2 separate regions of the Sus scrofa genome follow, and region 1 is linked to region 2. Evidence: chromatin contacts called from public promoter capture Hi-C data. All regions are on one chromosome and are shown on one strand. The core of a region is the stretch at or near the end of the contact, and the rest is flanking DNA. Distances in the headings are between cores, read along the strand shown.

The links. Promoter capture Hi-C pulls out the DNA fragments that hold promoters and counts their contacts.
Region 1: a promoter capture Hi-C map of fetal liver shows a contact between it and region 2, with 2.9 times the contacts expected there. The contact joins the promoter of MAP3K4 here to the enhancer-like site in region 2. A contact is called at or near these places in 2 of 5 promoter capture datasets (fetal liver and fetal skeletal muscle) and 7 of 47 Hi-C or Micro-C datasets (embryonic fibroblasts, fetal heart ventricle, fetal skeletal muscle and 3 more).

Annotation. Positions count from the first base shown.
Region 1 is chr1:7,047,640-7,051,260 of Sscrofa11.1, reverse strand. It overlaps MAP3K4 (mitogen-activated protein kinase kinase kinase 4), which reads left to right and starts at 1,477. Exons shown (of 27, transcript XM_021086227.1): 1 at 1,477-1,830. The coding sequence starts at 1,694.
Region 2 is chr1:6,871,150-6,874,763 of Sscrofa11.1, reverse strand. AGPAT4 (1-acylglycerol-3-phosphate O-acyltransferase 4) reads right to left here. Exons shown (of 8, transcript NM_001143697.1): 3 at 1,890-2,051; 4 at 1,423-1,576. Among named protein-coding and RNA genes, the nearest start is that of AGPAT4, 65 kb to the right of the region's middle. Within about 2 kb of position 1,548, at least 15 of the 83 cell types and tissues checked have an H3K27ac peak or open chromatin away from gene starts, as enhancers often do. A contact at or near this core is called in fetal liver, where this site is marked.

The sequences.
Region 1 (3,621 bases), core at 228-2,727, 180 kb before region 2:
TAAGAATGACCCTTCTGATAAGCAAATAAGCAGTAAAGTGACATTAGATAAAGACGGTATTTCCCCCGGGGCAATTTTTTACTTCCAACCCCTCTTTATTGTCGACTCAGTGCTGGGCACAACCACCACGACGGGTTAAGTACAGCTGAGCCCCACATCATGCTGTCACCAGCAGATTTTTCTCTAGTATTACCATTTTATAGATCGGGAAATTGCAACTCACTTGCCCAAAGGTATGCCGGTGGAAGGGATCCAAGGATCAAGTGACCACTTTAAACCACTGCCTTGCAAACTACCCCTGGGAAGAAGGAACGGCAGCGGCCACAACAGTCCTATTAGCAACACTGGATGGAGAAATGGCTGCAGACGAGGCCCTGCCCTAAGCACTTGACGTAAAGTGTTTCGTGGACCCCTCATCCTGACCCTAAGTGGGAGGTACTGTTGTTATCATTCCCACTTACTGATAAAGAAAGGAGGCCGAACTCAGTAACTGGTCCAGCGTCACAACTAGTGAGGCTGGATCAGGGAGGGATAGACAGGGCCTCAAATGCCAGGGCCAGGTCTTTCGGCCTCCTAGTTTCCTCTCATTGCCACAGTCATCGATGGCAGCATTCAAAATGAGCATTTATGGGGCACCTACTGTATTTGCAAAACTCTGTGATTACCCTGGAAGCCCCAGCAATGAAGCCAAGCCAAGTGCTGGTAGAAAGAGCCGAAGCCAAACCAGAGCCCGGGGCCTGAAGTGCACTGCCTGGACCCGTATGGGAGGGAGGCTCACCCTGGGCTGCCACCCAGGGACTATCTGCCTGGGTTGGCACATTTCGCTTTCTCCTATCCAGCTTGCCGCTAAGTCGTGCAGTGTTGTCTTTGCTTTCTGTTTTCAGGATGAACATCACGAAGTGGAAGTTAAGCTCCAGGGGGACGTGCACGGATATTGTATTTCCACGGTAGGTCCCCAAACCTGCAGAGGGAATGTTGATGCTCGTGAAAGTGAAATTGCATGAACTCTTCCCTTTTTGGTCTCTCATTGTTCGTTCATCCATAAATGCGTCAGCTCTTGATGCAGTCAGCATCTAGCAGGCAAGCAATCGGGACATCTAAAGCTTTCTTCTCCTTAAAACCTCCTTTGAGAGCCGGATGCGTCAGAGGCTTGCTCCTTTGGAGAGATGGGTAGACCAGGGAAATAAAGCACATTATGTTACATGCTTCACGTGGAAGCTTGGCTTCATGCAAGAGCTTGGAGTTTCCAGAAACACCGCACTGAAACTCCTCTCCTTGGGCGATCCCAGCGCCTCGAGGCAAGAGCTCTGACGCAGCTAAGACCTCACTCCAACCCACAGAAGCGCAAACAACCTTTCTTCTCAGCCGAGCCTTTGAAGCTCTCTACTCGCCGCAGGAACCCTTCGCAGCCCGGGAAACAGAAGCGTTCGCCGCCAGCGGCCGGCAGGGGGCAGCACACCCCAGCCTTTCCTGCCTCGGAGGCTGAGCGCCCGCGCCCGGCGGGTGGGAGTCCCCGGGTCCCCAAACCTGTGGCCGGTGTTGTCCTCGGTGACTCCACCAGCAGGTGGGTTCCTTCCCTTCTCGGGCGCCAGACTCCGGCCGAAAGGGAGAGAAGAATTCCAGGGCAGAGATGGGAGCGGGGGCGGGCACGTGGCCAAGGCCTGCGGACGATTTTCGCCGCTGAGAGCGGGAGATGCTGGCCCAGGCGGCGGCTGCCTGCATTCCGGCGACGTCACGGGGCGGCGGCGGTGGCAGCGGCCTCGCGGCCGGGGCCCGCGCGGCGGGAGCCAGGACGCGCCCCAGGGAAGGATGCGCAGGCCCGGAGCCAAGGTAGGGAACCCCTCCGCCTCGCTGCTGCGCTGGGGTTGGCTCGCCGTGGCCCGCCCGGCCCTGGGGACGGGGTGGGGGGGGAGCCCCCTCGGTCCCACCGCCGGCCCGGCGTCGGAACACAGCGGGGTGGCTCGGTGGACGATCTGGGTGGAAGAGGAGGAATGGAATGTTCCGCGAGGGGGATTTGCACTTTCCGCCGCTGGGGCTGCAGAGCCCTTGGGGCGCCGGACACGGAACATTGAATTTCCAAAAGTGGCCAAGTTGGGTGATTGATGTTTCGGAGGAGGGCAGCCTCCTGCGTTTCCCTGTTTCAACACCTTTTTGGTGACGGCGTGTGAAGGGACAGACAGGCGGGGTCCGGAAGAGATGGCTAAAGAGCTCTGACGCTTGGGTGTTTGGGCAGAGACCTTCCGCCCCGGAGAAGCCGGGGGTCCTGCCTCCTTAACATCCCCAGCGTGACTTTGTCTTCTTCCTTCCACAGATGTACCTTGTTCGAGGCCGTAGTCGTGTTCCTAGAAAGCGATGCAAAACAATGTGTGTTTATTGACACCTTTTTGCTTAGATCAGTTTGACATTTATCCTCCACTATTCTGAAGTTTAAACGCCAGTAAATTAAAATAAATACAGTAAAATGAATACTCTGAAACTAGCTGATGTTCTTCATCAGAAAATTTCCAACTTCTAAGAATTCTATTGTTTAGTCATTTGCTCCACATGGCATATATGTAGATATGTATGTAAGTAGATAGACATCTTTATAAGAAAAAGTGTACTGGAGTTCCCGTCGTGGTGCAGTGGAAAGCAATCCGACTAGCAACCATGAGGTTGCGGGTTCGATCCCTGGTCTCCCTCAGTGGGTTAAGGATCAGGCGTTGATGTGACCTGTGGTGTAGGTCGAAGATGCGGCTCGGGTCCTGCGTTGCTGTGACTGTGGTGTAGGCTGGCGGCTACAGCTCCGATTGGATCCCTAGCCTGAGAACCTCCACATGCCACGGGAATGGCCCTAAAAAGACAAAAAGGCAAAAAAAAAAAAAAGGTGTACCCTACATTGTTCTGTTTATTCTCTTACCGCCCATCAATAAGACCTCTTTTAGCTTAAAAAACTGGATTAAATAGATCTGTGAAATAAGCAACAAGAACAAAAACATTGCATGACTTTGTGGTTACATAAACAAAGAAACCTGAAAGTAGTGAGATGTAAGCGTCAGTTGTCAGTTGTCCTTGTCAGCAATCATCGCAGTCAATTCAAGTGCCAGTAAATGGAGGCGACTAGGCTGAATTCCCTGGATGTCAGGCCTTGGCAATTGCTCTTTTGAATAGATTGCTGGTTGTTGTTGTTGGTCTTGCTTACAAAAGTCGAAAAAAAAATATCCAAAACTGGATTTTGGAAAGTGGACACTTAATCAGCCACTGCCCCCTACTCATAAAGGTGAGCCACAGATGAGTTCAGTGACTATCGCCTGTGTGGGGCAGTCACCACTCAGTCCCTCTTCCGGCTGACGGTTCCGGGTGATTTCTGCGGCCAGCACCCATATTCCCAGACCCAGCACCACCCCCTGCTGCAGGCCTTCCCATGTCCCTTAACCAGGTCCCAAGGCCCGAGAAAAAGTGACACCTTAGAGAGGAGCCTGCTGTGTCCTCCAGGTGTGGTCCAGAGACAGAGCCTGTGGGTCCATTATTTAGCATCCCTTGATCAGGATGCTGTATTCCTCTTAATCCCACAAACAGTCATTTGCTAAAAGGCTTTTCATTTTAAACTAGCAGCTCAGCTGTCCTGGGTGTAAGCTGCCC
Region 2 (3,614 bases), core at 299-2,798:
CCTGATGCTTGCCGTAGAGCTGGGGGTTACTTGGAATAATCAAGGATGGGACAGGATTCCCCAGAGAACAGCCTAAATTTGCACAACGCCCTCCTTTTCCCCAGAAGTCCCAAGGTCTTGAAGTGACAGAACTGGGCCTGGCACTAGATCCATCCATCTGCTTAGGCCCAGGAGAAGGATGAGAGCGCCCTGGCAGCCCCGCCAGCCCGGGTGTGACCCTGGCCTGCTGGGGTCTAGCGGAGTCACTCGGGAGAAGTTCTTTATCACCCAGCCCGACTCCTTATCTGTGACTTGAAAGTTTAAAAAATTCCTTCACTGCATTTGGCAGCACATGTTCTGGCCATGCTACATGTGAGGAGCTTTCGCTGCCAGCATATCAGACCTGCCCTGCTATTGATTATGATTCTTCTTCCTATTATTACTGATGGCGGTAGGATAGCTTGCAGGCAAAGCTCAAGTCAGGGAGTCTCACTGGTCAAACCCAGGCAGGGGAAAAGCAGAACTGGTAGCTGGACACCGCCACCTGGCCCAGAAGGGGGGCTCAGGGGGCGGCAGGAGGTGCTACCTACAGCCCACATTTGATTATTATGAGCCAGACACTAATGCTGCTGGGTCCTCCCCAGGGTTCCTCGTTCAGGCCCACCTGCAACACCAAAGAGGTTTCACAGAAGCGCCAACCTGGCAGCCGAGCAGGGGAGGGATCCGGGCAGGGGCGGGGAGCCAGGGCTGCCTGGGGCAGTGGGGACCTCAAGGTCTTCACTGACAGCAGCTGACACTCCTGCGGCCCCACCCACACACCGGGCGCAGGCCAGGCAAGGGGAAAAACCCTGTGTTTGCAAACTCAAGAAGGGACACAAAGCCTCGCCACTCCCTGCTTCTCATCCTTACCTACGGTCATTTAGGGCTCCAGACAGTAATTGAGGCCCCGCCAGACAGATGGCAAAGTCACAGAGTTCACTGCCTGGGGGCAGCTAGTACAAAAAATAAAAATCTGGGCTAATCCGGTGTGGGGCCCAGGGACCAGCATGGGCCGCAGCCTGCAGTCCCAGCGCTGGGCAGCGGAGGGCAGCGTTGGCTGTGAGAGTGAGTTCGTGTGTGTGTGTGTGTGTGTGTGTGTGTGTGTGTGTGTGTGTGTGTGTGTGTGTGTGTGTGTGTGTGTGTGTGTGTGTGTGTGTGTGTGTGTGTGTGTGTGTGTGTGTGTGTGTGTGTGTGTGTTCATGCGTGGGGCAGCGGAGGGCAGCGTTGGCTTAGAGTGAGTTCGTGTGTTGGGGTGCGCGCGCGTGCGTACCCACGTGTGCTCACGTCCCCCCTCCTGCCTTCTGGCCGAGGTCGGGGGCAGGGGGGCGGGAGGCGGCGCTACGTCTGGGGCGCCGGGGGGCCGGGCTCCCTCGCTGCAGGGCCGGGGCCGGGGCTGGTCCTTACCTACATTTCTCAAACTCCTCACGGTGACCGCAAAGCCCTTGGTGCGAGGCAGCAGGTGGTGCTTGAGGCTGGGCAGCCCCTTGGCCTGCGCCACCTGCATGCTGATCTGGTGCTTCTTCTCCGTGAACCGCGTGCCCTCGCAGTGAATCAGGAACTGGAGGGGACAGAGCAGCCCTTACACACGGCCCCGGGCTCCCTCCGACACAGCCCCGAGGCCGCACACGCCCAGGCCACCCCGCGCCTACCGTGTTCAAGAGCCGGGGAGCTTCGGAGAGAAAGGGTTTACACTTGGGGAGGCCGAGGAGGCAGGGGGGTGAGCGTGTGTGTAAGGGTGACAAGGGCACCCCGGGGCGGAGCCCGGCACCCTGAGCTCAGAGGAAGGGGGGCGGGCGGGAGGCCGGGGGCGGGGCCTGCGGGAGGGCGGGGCCGGCCGGGGCGGGGCCTGCGGGAGGGCGGGGCGCCCGTACGAAGTACTTCTCCGGGTAATCGCGCAGGTGCAGCAGGCTCCGGGAGACGGTCTTGCGGTCCTGCTCCCACTTGCGCGTGCAGAAGACCATCTCGGTGAAGTACCACATCCAGCCGATTATGGGGACGTAGGCCAGCTCCTTCTTGGCCAGGACTTTGGAGCCCTGAAACAGAAGGGCCCGAGGGCGTCCGTGAAAGGGGCCGAGCGGCCCTGCTGGCGGCCGAAAGAGCTCACTAGAAAGAGGAGTGAACTGCATTGAAATGTTCAGGGCCCTGCGGATGGTCCCTGAGCACACGGGGGCTGGGAGCCGTCGACCTGGAGCTGCCACACTGGTCAGCTAGAGGGCAAGGCTGTGCCAACTCGGCCCCGCAGGGGCGAGGAACAAGGGGGCCTGGCTCTCCGTGGGGAAACAGGCACGGGAGGTGGGTGGGGGGCAGGTGGGGACATCTGGGGGTGGTGGGGAGGCTGTGTCGTCCTCGTGCCCACCTCCAGGTGTGCTGGCTAAGCCCATCCCGCAGACCTCACCCAGTCCTCAGGGAACTTGCTGGCTCTGCATGGGGCGGATACGCTCCCCTTAAAGACTAGGATCTGTGGCAAAGCGGGTTCTCTGGGTCGGATGGCTAAGAAATGATGGAGCCCAGAGCTACGCTCAGATCGGCAGGTGCACTGGGAGCACTCCACGCAGCCCCCGGCCAGCGCATCCCCAAGGCTGCACGTGGTGCCGGCGGTGACCTGCTAGGGAAGGATCCAGTGGCAGGAGGGGACAGGGAAGACACAAAGACAGCTTCTGATCTGGTGGATTGGGTTCCACATTTTTCACCCCCATTTTTGGAATTGGCCAAGGTCCTCCTTGAAAGAGCTGCCATCCATCAATGACAAAGATGACGGAGGCGGTGATGCGGACTGGCCGGTGGCCTTAGCTGTGCTCCTGGTGACAAGCGTCATTCTGTGCCCCTGAACCCATGAGGCTTGCGAGCAAGAGCGACACTTGAGCATGGCCCCGCCTCTTCCCCATCCCTCCCTCGACAGCTACAAAGCTCAGCAGAGGGGCAATGGGCCACAGTCCCCAGTCCCTGCAGACCAGGGAAAGGTATAAGCAGCCACTTGCTCCCTTGACCTTCAAAAAAAGAAGCATCATCCCCACTGGGAGAAGAAAAGGCACAGACACCTTTCAGGCACAGCCTCTCCACGTTTTGACGGGTTTGAGTTGTGTTTTTCTCACATGAAAATTTCCAACATGCAAATTATCTCACAGAGAACCAAGACATAAAATCCACAGACCTGTCCCAGAGGACCCAGAGGCAAGTCCCCGGAGGTCAGAGCACTTGCCCGTGAGGGGTCATGGCCAAACACAGGGGACGCGTTCCACAAATGCTGTTGAATTCTAAACCGGTAGGACAGGTATACCCATTCTACAGATGATCAAATTGAGGCTCAGAGACGGTCAGTGACTCACCCAGAATCACAGATCAGCAGCTGGAGAAGCAGAGAATTTGGGCCGGGCCAGCCCGTCGGAGGCCAAAGTTCGTGGTAAATGTTAATGAACCCCTAGGCCCTGGCCGATGCTGGGCGCCGTCCTCCCAGCCACTGCTTCCTTCTCTTTCATTTCCAGACTCCCTGTCATTCCGAAGGCCACGTTCTCAGGCTCTAGGGGCACCGTGACTGGCCCAGCCCCAGGGGCTGTAAGGGATTTCGCCTGGTCCCTACTCTCTCAGGGCCCTTATCT